Linked DNA regions of Anas platyrhynchos: region 2 is linked to region 1. A link is a contact called in public Hi-C data. All regions are on one chromosome and are shown on one strand. The core of a region is the stretch at or near the end of the contact, and the rest is flanking DNA. Distances in the headings are between cores, read along the strand shown.

What was found. A called contact is a pair of places that touch in the nucleus more often than the background predicts.
Region 2: a contact with region 1 is called in a Hi-C map of skeletal muscle, with 4 times the contacts expected there. The contact joins two enhancer-like sites. A contact is called at or near these places in 2 of 8 Hi-C or Micro-C datasets (liver and skeletal muscle).

Annotation. Positions count from the first base shown.
Region 1 is chr2:52,867,427-52,874,437 of IASCAAS_PekinDuck_T2T, forward strand. It overlaps MYOM1 (myomesin 1), which reads left to right. Exons shown (of 40, transcript XM_038174639.2): 11 at 820-961; 12 at 3,210-3,409; 13 at 4,895-4,951; 14 at 5,309-5,433; 15 at 6,923-7,011. Among named protein-coding and RNA genes, the nearest start is that of MYOM1, 33 kb to the left of the region's middle. Within about 2 kb of position 3,520, at least 2 of the 8 cell types and tissues checked have an H3K27ac peak or open chromatin away from gene starts, as enhancers often do.
Region 2 is chr2:52,921,833-52,928,757 of IASCAAS_PekinDuck_T2T, forward strand. All of the region lies in intron 1 of LPIN2 (lipin 2), which reads left to right. Among named protein-coding and RNA genes, the nearest start is that of LPIN2, 5.3 kb to the left of the region's middle. Within about 2 kb of position 3,104, at least 2 of the 8 cell types and tissues checked have an H3K27ac peak or open chromatin away from gene starts, as enhancers often do.

The DNA.
Region 1 (7,011 bases), core at 2,270-4,769:
CAACGTGATATCATTAAACTTCAAAATGTTTTGGTACCTTTTCAGCTCATATCTAATCAAAATCAAACAATGAAGTACTATGTGTGAAGCTAAGACATTTAATTCATTTTAGAAACAGAACCGTGTTCAGATTGGCATTTTCTTCAGCAGAGGTCTTTGTTCTGCGTCTGCATATCCAGCAAACAGTAGTTCAACAAAGTTGATAATTCTACAGGATGACCTTGTAAGAAAACAAAACAAAACAAAATAACAACAGCAGAAAAAAGTATTTGAATAGAAGAGGTTTTGCCTCACAGCTCTCACTGTGGGGTCAGATGAGATCTGGTGGGGGAGCCATATGTAGCAATATTTACCCCATTTATTAGAGGTATGTGGCAGAAATCACAAAAGTGAAAAATGTGTTTCTTTTTAGACTGCAGTGTTGTGTATTCAGTAACTGAATCCTTTTGATTGAGCTATTGCCTGGCGGCAAGGCAAAATGTCAGCCTTATCTAAGTAAAATAAGAGGTAAATAGAGAGTCTGCCAAGCTTTCACTTGTCTTGCCAGTGTCTCTGGCAGCTACCTCATCAGAACTCACGATACTAATATTTATTTAAAATGCCTAGATCTGTTATATTTACATTATGTTGTAACATGTTAAGCATTTGTAAATGTTGCGAAAAGCAAAACCTGGAGAGACACTGCCAATATAAAAGCAAATGATTTTTGAAGCCAGTAGTATAACTTTTTGGCTGAGAAAGAAGAGAGTTTGGTCCTTAAAGATTAATTGTGAAAGAACCGTGGTTCACATTAGGAAATGTGTGTCTCCATCCTTGCAGATGCTGATGCTGAAATCCCAGGAGCCCCTGGAGCACCGCTGGATGTGCAGTGCTTAGATGCCAACAAAGATTATGTCATTGTTTCCTGGAAACAGCCGGCTGTTGATGGAGGAAACCCCATCATTGGGTACTTCATTGACAGGTCAGCAAGCACACCAGTGTGAAAAACGGCTATGCATTCTAACTCAGAAACCTAAAAGCATGTTTAAATGACTGAGATAAAGTGGTCATTGTTATTTTCATTCTTCATGCTTGCCAGAAAAAAACAACTTTTTGTCTTAGGTTGGCTGGGCCTGATCTAACTTTCAGGGAAATAATTATGCCTTAGTTTGTTTCAATACACAAAAATGATTCTGCAAGTCACTGCTGAGCTCTCACTGATTCTTGTGAGGCTCAAAAGGCCTTGGGATTTTACAATGCTGGTACCTCACAGGGTCAGTTCCTTCAAGATCAGAGCTCTCCCTCCTGTTTCCAAATAGTTACCATGCTCCAGAAAGCAAAATATTATTCCAAAGGGAGTTGGATTTCTTCATGTGCTGTTGTTTTTCAAGCTCTCATGTTCACAAGCAAATTGCATTTATGTGTTTTTCAATTCAATGATATAAGAATTGGAAATAATTTCTAAAAATATGAAAACTGAATATGTCACACCGTGACAGGATTCCAGAAGCTTGGGATTTAAGAAATTCAGCCACTGTTTTGAGACTTACAATGAAATTTTCAGAGCTGGTAATATTTGTTTGAATTTCAGTAACAGAATACATCATTAGTGACATGGTGTTCCTGTTCAATTCAAAGCCATGTTACTGTTCTCCAGCACATCACCATAAATCAACTGCAGTGCTTTGGTATAAACTGCCCAGCAGCAAATGCCAATTTTCTATCATGTGAATACATGGATATAGCATGGCCTGTGGTGCATATTCCCCCAAGTGGCCAAGTTTACTTTCCACCTTGCAATGTTGCCTTGTCATGCCCTTCAGCCCCACAGACACAGCAGCATGTCCTTTTGTGGGCCCTGTGGGGCAAGGCAGTCTCTTTATTTCTGCAATACCAAACACAGCTTCCTTTGGGTTGTTTGAGCAGCAGCACACACCCAGGTCCACCTAACGAAATCGGTATCTTTCTAGCATAGGATTCTAGAAGATGTGGTCAGATACTAAGCTCAGGGCTGTTAGAAATGTTCCCTGCTGCCCTTTGGCAAATTGCAAATTCTGCCTGTGGATCAGTTACTGAGAAAACAGTGTTGAAAGCACTCAGCTTCCTCACAGAGCCTTGCAGAGGAGAAATCCATTAAAGAGCATACATTTGCTTGTCTTTGGTAGTGTTTGATTTCAGGGTAGGTATTTAGACACCCAGATATTCAGCCAGGCTAGCCCTTGCAGCATGAGCAAGCCACCTAAAGCAGCAGGAACAGTCTGTGCTAAAGCTAAAACTAGGGCATCCTTCACGCTGAGCAGAAACCTGGACCACGAAACCACCCTGAGTAAGACCGTAACACTTGCCAGAAAACAGAAGTTTGCATGTACTGAGAAATCTAGGCTTCCCCCTAACATTTACTTCAGCAGGTATCAATAAAAAATCAGCAGCAATAAAATGCATCTCCTGAGCTGCTGGTTCCTTTTCCTGCTGCCCTTGTGGCTGGATGCTGGGAAGCCACCTACAAGGGCTCCTGGAGTGATGGCTCCTGCTGGATCCTTGAGCAGGAATCGTTACACTCCCTGCTGCTGGTTCTCTTCTTTCTGCCAAAAAAAACTGCGTCTCACCAGGGTGTGAGGCTTAGCAGTGGAATGAGCACCACATTGCTGGGTCTTAAGATTACAACATTTGCAACCACAGCACCATCTGAAGTAGGGCTTCAAATTCTTCAACTTTGAAGCTGGGTTTCTGACTTCAGTCATATTCACAGCTCTCTGTGTTCTGGGTTGGTCACAGATGAAATCTGAACAGAGGCTTCCACGCACCATGAAGTCTGCTATTTCTCTGGCTGTACAGTAGGGCACCGTGCATGCAGGATGAGCTCTGCTCCTGGCAACTGCCAAGGATACACGTATTTCATGTCCCTTCAAGTATGCTGAAGCTGACACTCCCCAAGCCTCCCAGAGCATTCTTTGAAGGGTTGAACAGTGGAGTGAGTTCTGTCTGTGTCCCCTCCCCAGTTCGGGAAAGACGGAGCACAGCTGCAGGGGATTCAGTGCATAGGCAGGTGGCACTTCGACCCTGACCCCTTCTGCAGCTGCTTTGGTGTCACCAGCAGACACCAGTGCTGGGGAAGCTGGCTTGCCTCAGGCAATGAATGTGAACGGATGGTGAAACTAAAGGTCTGGGTGCCTGGAGTCTGTGTTTTCCCCTTCCCAGCTCTACTCCTTCCTGCTGTTTGTATGTTTCAGGTGTGAGGTTGGCACCACCCACTGGACCCAGTGCAATGAGACTCCCGTGAAGTTTGCCCGTTTTCCTGTCACTGGTCTGATTGAGGGCCGCTCCTACATCTTCCGAGTCCGAGCGGTGAACAAAGCTGGCATTAGCCTACCGTCACGGGTGTCTGAGCCTGTGGCTGCCCTGGATCCTGCTGACAGAGCCAGGCTTAGAAGTAAGACATGTTTTTTGTAGCTTGCCTGAAAGGCTTAAGAAGCTGTATGAAAAATAAATAAATAAAAAGTCTGACTATTTACTCTTAAGCCTTCAAAATCCCACTAGAGGGAGCAATGCAAAAACAAAATATTCTTTGGAGACAACGTTTGCCAAGAAGGATTCATCTCAGTGCTCTTTGCACAAAGCGCTCCAACAGCTTGAATGGCTTTGCTGGCTACAGTGCTGCACTCTGGACTTGCAGAAAGCAGGGAAAAGGCACAGGAGAGTAAACTGCCTGAAGAGACTTGCTTTTGTTCCACCAGCAAAATAGCTGAGTGGATCCTGTGAATAGTCACCCTCTGTGCTGCAGGCAAGGGTGGCTGATTCTGCACTCATGTGATGACCAAAGTCTTTCAATAACATCAGCAAAATATCAGGGCAGCCCAACAGATTATTGATCCCAAGCCCTCTGCTTAACTGTTAACTTTTTACAAGTCGAGCATATTTCTCCTGTAGCCTGGAGACGTCCTAGACACAAAGGCCTTGGTGATGAGTTTATCTAAAAGTTTGCTTCAAATTCCCCTTCTCCACCCACATCCCAAAATCACATGCCTGAAATCCAGGTATTTCTACTCATCACTGAAGTTTTACTATTTAAAATGGCCAGGTATGACACTACTAGGAAATACTGTGGTCACACGTGAAACCTGAAATCTGGGAGGGCTTTTGCTTTTCACTGGGAAGTGTGGAAGCTGTCTCAGGAGAGGGAGTCTGATTTTGGTGACCTGTTGCATCTCCTTTTCTCCCTCATGATCCACTTTTCTTCCCATCTGCTCCATCTCTACTCTAATTTCCAAAACAAATCAGCCAATGTAAGGTGAAGCACACGGAGGTGGAGAACAGCAGTTGCAAAAATTATCTCTGAAAATGCATTGACCTGGCTGACAGCATTGAGCTACATAGCTGTGATAATATGATAATGCAAAGGCACTGAGAGAGCCACCCAAAGCATATCAAGTTGGTGTGTTGAGTCAGGCTGAGTAATTTCTGTCTGTGACTATGACCCTTGTTCTGAAAGCTGGAAATGTGAGGGAAAGTGGGTTAAAAAGAGACGAAGAGCAGCCTTGCCTCTTCCTTTAATGAGTGAGCTTATAAACCAAATGAACAGAGTATGGAAAATGAAGTTAATTCTCTAAAAACAAGTGAGCTTAATACCTCTGAGTGAGCTAAATACCTCTGCTTGTCACTTAAGTGACTTCAGAGAAATTTCAGCAAGGAATATGTGCCTCTGTTGATTAATTTTTTCTTGATGTATTGATTACAGAACTGCTTTAAACTAGGTTTGAGTATCCTTACATGAGTAACAGTCACAGCAGTCACCAAGAACTGAGCTCATGTGAATCCTGCAAATGTTAGTTTTGAACCACAAAGGACTCAGTTTGCTCAATATTTCAAAAGTTCATGAAAGTTCTCATTTCCATCCTCTCTATGACATCTGTTTCAGGTCACCCTTCCGCTCCCTGGACAGGACAGATTATTGTCACTGAGGAAGAACCTGCAGGTAAACACAGCCCTTTTGCCTACAAAAGTCTGGCTGAGTAACTAGGAAAACTTCCATCGAGTTCAATGGACTTTGGCACACACCCAAAGTTCGTTGTTCTGAAGAGTCACTCAACCTTGAACAGCTCCGGCTTTAGGTTTCGTTATTCAGGACTTAATAAATAAACATGTTTAACATTAAAACAATGACATTTAAAACCAGTACATAGATTGCTTTAAATACTATGTTTTCTAAAAATATCAGGTGCCAAGATATGTTAATACCTGTCCTATACTTTAATCACAGCACTGATTCTGATACAAATATGAAGGAATTCATACTCATTTCCATTTCCTACTCTTCTCCCCTGTAATTCAGAGGGTGTTGTTCCTGGTCCACCTACAGACCTCCAAGTTATTGAAGCCACAAAGAACTATGTTGTGCTTAGCTGGAAACCTCCTGGACAGCGGGGCCATGAGGGTATCATGTACTTTGTGGAAAAGGTAAAACCGGAGAAAATCAGAATCATGTTGTGGCAATCTTTTTTAACGTTTTCTTTACCAGCTTTTCTGGAATTTTATTTCCACTTTCAAACTCAGGCTAGGACTAGATGTTTATTGACATAATTGTTGCTGTAGATTAAGATAAAGTAGGAGAAAAAAAAAGATGATACATGTAATTACAAAAATGGATGTAGAATGTGTCACACACTGTAATAGCCTTTCATGAACTGTGTCATTGACTGGCCATAGAGTAGATAGGCTGGCAAACCCACTCTATAATGAGAAAGCACAGGGCAAAATCAGAGCTGTATATATATCGTTCGTATAAAAGAAGCTTGTCTTGAGGGACAGACTGTTAACATTTTGGAGGGAGACATTCTGTGAGAGAGTTTCTTGGCATCAGCACTTTCTTCTCCAGCTGCCTTTTCATATTTATTTTCTTCGTTAGCTTTCCATTCGCTTCACCAACAAAGGTGACAATTTTTATTTTTCTAGAACAGAATCACTTTTAATTTCAATGTCCTGCTTTTCTGAGCTGTTTTTCACATGGCTGATAGCCTAGAAAGATCTTCACCACCGCCATTTTAATAGTATCTCATGGTTTCCACAAACTTTTTCATCTGTGCTTTTCCCTATCACTCTAGAGCTGTCATCATGGGAGATATAAATATCTTCCCATTATGTGTTTTTCATCTCTTATGAAATCTAGTCTAAATAAATGAGTTTCACTTAGCAACAGTCTCAGAGAGGATGAATATATGAATTTTGATTTTCCATATAAGAAAGCTTTTTGATAACCTATTGCTTGCTGAGTACCGAACATTAATGTCACGTATTGAGATAATGTTCTCCTGAGAATTTGAAATCCCTCAGAAACAGGACCTATTATTTGAAATTATCTTTAATGTAAGGCAAAAGTTGATTGTTAATATTAGCAGTATAAGTGACCATGGTATGTAGAGCTTCTAGCAGCAGAAATAAAAACAATTCACAAATAAAATGCACATGCTTTTATTTCGTATTTTCTCCTCTGGGAAATGGAAGTCAGATTAATTAATTCTGATTAATTCTGGAAGCCACCCAAAAACATCCTCAGGAGTGGCATAATGGCATCTAGAAGCAATGTGGTAATATTAGAGTTTTGTTCTCTGGATGATGTTGAATGACTACAGAACTTCTTTTGAGGGTGGTCTATAGGTTTAGGTATGGAACTGAATACAGTTGATAGCAACATCACTTCCTTGCTGTGGAGAAGTGTTTAGCTTTGATATATTACAAGCAGTAAGCTTGTATGTGTGACTTCTGGAGTAGGTGGACAGATTCATAAGCTTTGAAATACACCTTATTCTGTGGAATGGCCACAACCAGGAACATGACTCCTTGTTTTCCATGTTAGATGTGCATTTGATGGTCCATGTAGAAAGCCTTGTCAGGTTAGATTCTCATTGTTCAAAGAGTTCTGTTTCAAAAGTTGTTTCTGTGTTTGCAGTGCGTTGCTGGCACCGAGGAATGGCAAAGGGTGAACACTGAAATCCCTGTGAAGTCTCCTCGCTTTGCAGTTTTTGATTTGGCTGAAGG
Region 2 (6,925 bases), core at 1,854-4,353, 54 kb after region 1:
AGAGACTGCACACAAGAGCCATTCTTTGTGCTGCATGCTTTTTTAATGTCTCCGTCTCTAAGAAATTGCCGTCTAGCTCAGATAAAGCTGAAAAGATTTTGTTCCTAGTCACACTGGGAACTTTGATAAAAGCTAAAGATTAAATTAGTTGCATTTGGTATTGTGTTTTTTCTCCTCGAAGATGCTTACGTAGCTAAGACTCCAGAATTTTCTTCTTTCATTTTTTTGAAGTTAAGTGCAAGGTTGCAATGTGTAGGAGACCAGGGAGTCAGTTCTTCAGTGTCTTTGTGTGTGAGCATCGAGTATCTGAGCTGAATTAGAACACTGCTATTTCTGCTTTTAGCAAAATAGACTTGGCTTCTACATGGAATAACTTCTAATCACTGCTTATATCGTGAATTGCAAACACCTGAAAACTGTCTGAAAGAGATGAAAGGATAGCTTCTGGTGTGTGATCTGGTGCTGCAAGTTAAATATATCACAGCAAAAAAGCTTTCAGGTTTATACAAACCAGTGAGTGGTACGTTTGTGATCAAATTTCACTCTAAAATACATGCTTTACATGTGTTCCTGCAATACTGGGCAAATTGTAAGAATGGAACAAAGTAGCATGCTGTATCCCAATGACTTTTGGATCTTATGGTGCTGATGAGAAGTACTTACTTGAACTTCTGATCTCACTGCTCTCTGCAACTTCCTGGGGAGGGGACGTGCAGAGGAAGGTCTGTCTGCTCCTGGTAACCGATGTCAGGATGCACAGGAACGGCAAAGAGCTGTGCCCAGGGAGGTCCAGACTGGACATCGGGAAACATTTAGTTACCTTAGGGGGGTGGTCAGACTCTGGAACAGGCTTCCTAGTGAGGTGGTTGGTGCCATATGCCAGTCAGTGTTCAAGAGGCACTTGGACAATGCTTTCAGCAACATGCTTTTTAACTTTTGGTTGGCCATGGGAGGTCAGGCAGTTGGACTGGCTGATCGCCCCCATCCCTGGAGCTGTTCAAGGCTGGGTTGGATGAAACTGATCTAGTGGGTGGCATCCCTGCCCATGGCAGGGGGCTGGAACCAGGTGATCTTTTAAGGCCCTTTCCAACCCAAGCTGCCCTATGATCTCTGAAGGTCCCTTCCAACTGAACTACTTTATCTAACAAGTTGCTAAATGTATATTTTAAAGCTCTACAGTAACGCAGAAGTGTCATTTCTGTAAATACCTGTGTAGGCAAGCAGAGTTAAAAGAATTATAAATGAAATTATCTACTTCAAGCATAGAAAAATGCTGCTGCAAAGAATGTTTTGCTTTCAAATGAGCTTTTACTCTGCCTAGCTGCCCCCTCTCCTTTGTCACAAGCATTCAGGTGTATTGGAACTTCAGGGCTTGTGTTTTTTTTGGTGTTGCCAGGCTGCTTTGAGACGCAGCTCTGGTGCCAAGTCAGGCCTGAATGTAAAGACATTGGAGGACAGAGCTTACCCATACTTTTGGGGGTTAACATTTCTTCTTTCTTTAATAAGAATTTAATGTTTTCTTGTGTTTATGTTTCAAGGGAATTTCAAAGTAAAGGATGCTAGTTTGCCCTTGCTAAGTATTTTGTTGTTATCAGTGTCTTTCAGCTTTGCAATAATGTCACTTGACAACACGCAACCACAAGTTGTCCCAAGTTGTTCAGTGCTTTTCCCAAAACCAAGGGAGATCTCATCACTGTAGTCTTAGTAGAGTGAACAGATAAGAATTTTAACTGAACAATTAGGCCATTTCTTTATCCAAAATGCTGAAGTTCAATACCAGAAATCCACATACTCTAAATAATAATAGAAAAGTCTCCAGTTTACCATGTAGCGTTTCTGTGTTGGTCACTGTGGCTGAAGTGAACACGTGCTAAACCAGTCGTAGGCCATGTCTTTAGACGTACTAGTCTTTTTCAACTGCGTAACTGTCTCCTCAGGAAATACAGGTTTTTTGGCTTGATGGTTATGACAGGCCTTTTAAAGGATACAGGACTCTTTTTTGGCTTGATGGTTATGACAGGCCTTTTAAAGGATACAGGACTCTTTGCAAAGCTCTTGTAAGGAAGAGCTTTGAATAATGAACTGTAGTTGAGATCCCATTACAGAGGGAAGAAATTCTCTCTCACTTGCTTAACTGTAGAATTTAGTGTGTTCTGTGAACTAGAATAGTGATACTTTTTTTAAATAAATTCTTAGCCTTAAAGACTTTTATTCCTCAAATGCAGTGTGTATGTTAACAGAAACAAGAAATCTGTAGGGCTGCTTTGCAGGTTTGTCATGTCTTGTATGTATGGTACAGGCTTGCTGTTATATGCTAAGGGTGAGAAGTATCCTTCAGACCGATGTGTGATCTCTGCTCATTAAAACTTAATAATGCTGGTAGATTGCGTTGGGTGAATGAGTAAGCATAAGCTGCTTTGCTCAGCTATATCAAGTTTTCCCCTTTCCAACATCTTATTCTGTGCATACCTTTGGGTAGGAATGCAGCGTTTTTACCTATTTTTCTAATAAAATAGCAGTCTTACATACAAATTGAATGTATAGATGTCTTTCTATTTTGATATGAGTGCATCAACTCAAGCAAGGCTATGGAGAGTTTAGCAAATAAAAGAGGTTTCTTGTTTGCTTATGTATACTATATTTTGAACTTGGGTATTTCAGGGATTCGTTTCTCAGAATAAGTATATTTCTGTTTGTTCCGGACAACCTAAAGATACGTGCTAGTCTCAGATCTTATACTCATGTATCCATCCTAAATGTAGCTAAGTAATTTACTGTTAATAGATAGGATGCTTTGCTTGCTTAAATACACATGCTTTGATTTTGAGGTGGGGAAAGTTGGAGGAAAGTGTAAATACACCTGAGGTAGATCAGTGTATGGAGAGACTTCTTGGGCAGTGGAAAAAGTAGACAGGTAATGGGTTGCTTGTAGTGCTTTCTAGAAAGGAAATTCAGGAAAAGCTTCATCTGGCTGCTTCTCTCGTGTCATGCAAAATGAGATTCAGACATTTTGGTTACTGTGGCAGGTAACTAGAGATAAGTGCGACCAAGGGTGATGTGGCAGTGGAACAGTCTGTGCTGCTGGAAATAGATTGTCTGCCAAGTGGGGCAGACGCTTGGGTGCGATATGCCCGTGCAGATTTTGAAAGGGTGCAGTCTGCACTAGCCAGTTATTTCTTTTCAGTACCTTGACAGAAGCTCATGTCTTCATGTACGTTGCTTTTTTGGTGAATGTAACAAGTTTTCAGTTGAACTGATCAATTCATCAATATTTATTTATTTATTTTATTTATTTTAACAATATTTTTTTATTTATTTTAAACTTGCTTTATAAGCTCTTGAAGTATTCTTTCTTCTTCCTCTGAAATTCCTCTGTAAACAGAAAAAAATAATTAAGAAAATTGAAGATAGGGCTCAAGTTAATGAAGGAAAGATGCCATAGTACTGGAATCAGATGATTCATAGTAAGTCATTCAGATATAAGTGGTGACACATTACAAAAGGGACATGCCTATGCAAAGTGGATTTTCTTGATAACTTTTTTCCTGAAATCAAAAAAATACTTAGGCTGCACTGGCGAATCATCTCCTTTGAATGCCTAACTGCCAGGAGATCTGGTAGAAACTGTTTGCTATCGTTCATTCCAGATGGAAAACTAGACATTTAATTTTATTTATTTTTAATCACTGGTTTAGGGGACAGTGCATTGCTTGTTGCTTTTGTATCACTGGTGTTTCTCTACAATCTGTTAACTGCTTGGATTCTTGTACCATCCTATTATTACTTGTGATAAGTGCTTTATTTTCATTACTTTAATACTTACATTTTGGCAAGCTGGAAATTTTTAGGTAAATCAGGTAACACTGCCTTTTATTTTTTGTGGCATTTTTGAGCAGAACTTGAATTTTACTCACAACAAAATTCGCCTAAGTGGAAAATATCATTCTCACTAGATGCTAGGCATGTTTAGCCTTTATATGGAAAACTGTAGCAGGTATTTAAATTTTGTATAAGAATTGAAGCTAGGTAATATCTTTCCCCGCTAGGTAATGTCTTTCCCCTAGAGGAAAATCTCCAGCTGTTTTCTTTGGGAAAAATTCTCTTTCAGAAGGGACTACAGGCAGATGGTCTTCATTCAGTATGTCTTCTGTAATTCATGCGCAAATATATTTTCACTTGGCATATTTATTAGTCTATATATTAGGTTTAAAAATCCATAATGAGAATGGATAGATTTCTGCAGTTAAAAGTAACAATGATGCTGCATTGAATGTATTTTACCTCAAGCAGGAATGAGCAGAGTTTAATATCCAGGTTTGGTAAGCAACTGCTTCAGTGCAGGGCTGCAGGCGAGATCTCAGGTGCTGGAAAGCATTCTCAGTCGCAGTCTGATTTTCGTAATACCTATTGGAGAATTGGGAAGTCTTCCACTTTGTTTGCACCCTATAGCCAAAGCATTGCCAGTACATGAAAATGAAGTGGGCTGGAATTTAGGATTCAGAGTTGGGCCTTAGGGAGAAAGGACCTTTTCCAACGTCAGGATGAGGTGTGAGGCTAAGAACTGTGGTGCTTAAGACTTGGCTAATGGTAAGTAAAAGGGCTTGTGAGCAGGATGGAGACATGTGGGACATGGACAAAGACAGGTCCCGTACTTGCTGTATGTATAATGATTTCTTAGAGAAGAATACACTTGTCCCAATTGCTTGTCTCAGCAAATTTCCCTAGATCTGTGAGTGACTTGTGATTGTGTTCTCACAGAAGCTCCTGCCAGCAGGATTTCTGCTTGCTTCCTTCTCTCTAGACCTTAGAACAACATGTACTGAGGAGTGCTGGAGAAGAGTCCTGGAGCTGTGTTCTGGCCTTGCTGCTTCTACAGTTGCTGTGCAGTGCAATCAAATCACTGAGATGTAACTTCCACTGGCAATCAGACTTGTTTGTTTGTTTTGGAATCATTACCTGGGATATGTCAATATAGCATATGGAAGAAGCGTTTTGAATATACCTCTTTGAGGTAAATAACGTAGGGGCACTCTGCACAGTCAAGTCTTAACTTTCCAAAAAAAATAAAAAAAAAAATCTGTGGTTTTAATTCCTAAACTCCTGGACTTAGTTTTCCACTGCATAGGTGAAAAAAAAAAAGGCCTGCATCTCTGGGATGCTTTAAAACTAAATTAATAGAGCCAAATGTATTATGACGCATACTACAAAAAAAGTACCATTTAAAAATGGATTTGTATTTCCATCAGGAAGCATGCATGAGCAATGGGGTAAGATGTGGAGATCCACAAAGAGAAGGGAAGAAAAAGAATACAGTATGCTGACTGATCTTTGTCAGCAATATTTGCTTGCATGAGTCTAATTAAAAAACTTGTATGTGCTTTCTGAGGCTAAACCGCAACAAAATCTACCCCATAGCAAAGAGCTGGTTTAAGGCTGCGTGGCAAATACTGCTTCTAATGCTTTCCAAATTTTGTCTATTTGCTTTTCAAAAACTGAAGCTAATTTTCTTGTATGAATTGTAAGTAAATAGCATTGTAGTTAAAAACAAACTTACTCAGAGGGAATTACATTGAATTTAACTTATTAATATTGTGAAATACAAGACAGGGAGGCTTCTTAAACACGCAGAGCTTATTACCTAAACCTTACCTTACTACCTGCATTCAAAAAAATAAAGCAGTGACTGCAGTGTGATCTGCATTCTGGAAAAGCTGTTTTCTAAAACACTTATAAAAGCTTTGAAGAAAACTAATGCTAATCTGAAATACTGAGCAGTTCTAAAATAAAACAGATATAACAAAAAAGCTTTGGTTTTTGTGTGTCCAAAGTCAAAAGTGTTTTAAGAGAAGCGCTGTCTTAGAAAACTGGCTTTTGTTCTGCTCACAAACTTATTTCTTAACGTATTTAAATGGAACACGCGTGATAAAGGAGTGATGAACAAGCAGATGAAAATTGAGTGTATCCTAGTAATTCCTAATGTCCTTTGAAAACCCTCTTCAGATCTGCTAACAAAACCAGTAATCTTTCTTGTGAAGTTCCATTAAATGTGAGTTTATTCGGTATGTAGAAAAGGACCCAGAGATGGGAACAGCTTACTGCAACCTTACTGCAGTTGTAGTGATCCCATCACTCAATGCACGAGTATGTCATCAAGCCTGATTTAATTTTGGCCTTGGGTGTAGTTCTTGAATTCTTCTAGAAACGTAGAAGTGATTTGGTTGCATCCAGTGTAGTTAACGCATCAGAGTTTAACACATCAATTTAAAAAACATAGAGGAGGAGAGAGTGCAGATGGTAGTAGAATTGGAGATGGTCTTTGGGTTTGTAATCCAAGTAGTCCTACACAGTATTCTGTAGCAGGCACAGGGTAACAACGTGGGGGTTGAGGGGTGGCAGAAGAACGTTAATGGTCCCCAGGAATGTGTCTCCCATCCCCAGATCACAGGGATAGATTTGTTTCCTTGTCCTTCTCCACTTCCTCACCTAGCCAGGGTATGATTTAGAGAAGAAATGACACTTCAAAATTCCTCAGAACAAAAAAAATCTTTTTCTTAGTCATGGAGCATACAGCAAGCTTTGTACGTGTTGTCCACGCATCCAGTTCACACTGCTTTAACAATTCTGTTTCAACAAAGTAGGAATACTTCCACAGGAGGAAATAACGTTTATTCCGACGTACCTTTTTTTTTTTTTTGTATGGTTTAGTATAAGCTTGATACCACGTCAGTTGTCTATTTACTATTACAATGCTATTTCAAAAAGGGGGAAAAACGTTCCACAAATATCAGCTGTCATCATAGTTGTCCTATAACCTTGAATAGGCAACCCGGTGAAGCCATCAGCAAAGGGAACAGGCCCTTGGAGGGGTAACTGGTGTTCTTGAACACGGTGTGCAGCAGCCTGGGCTCACACTTGGAATGCTGCC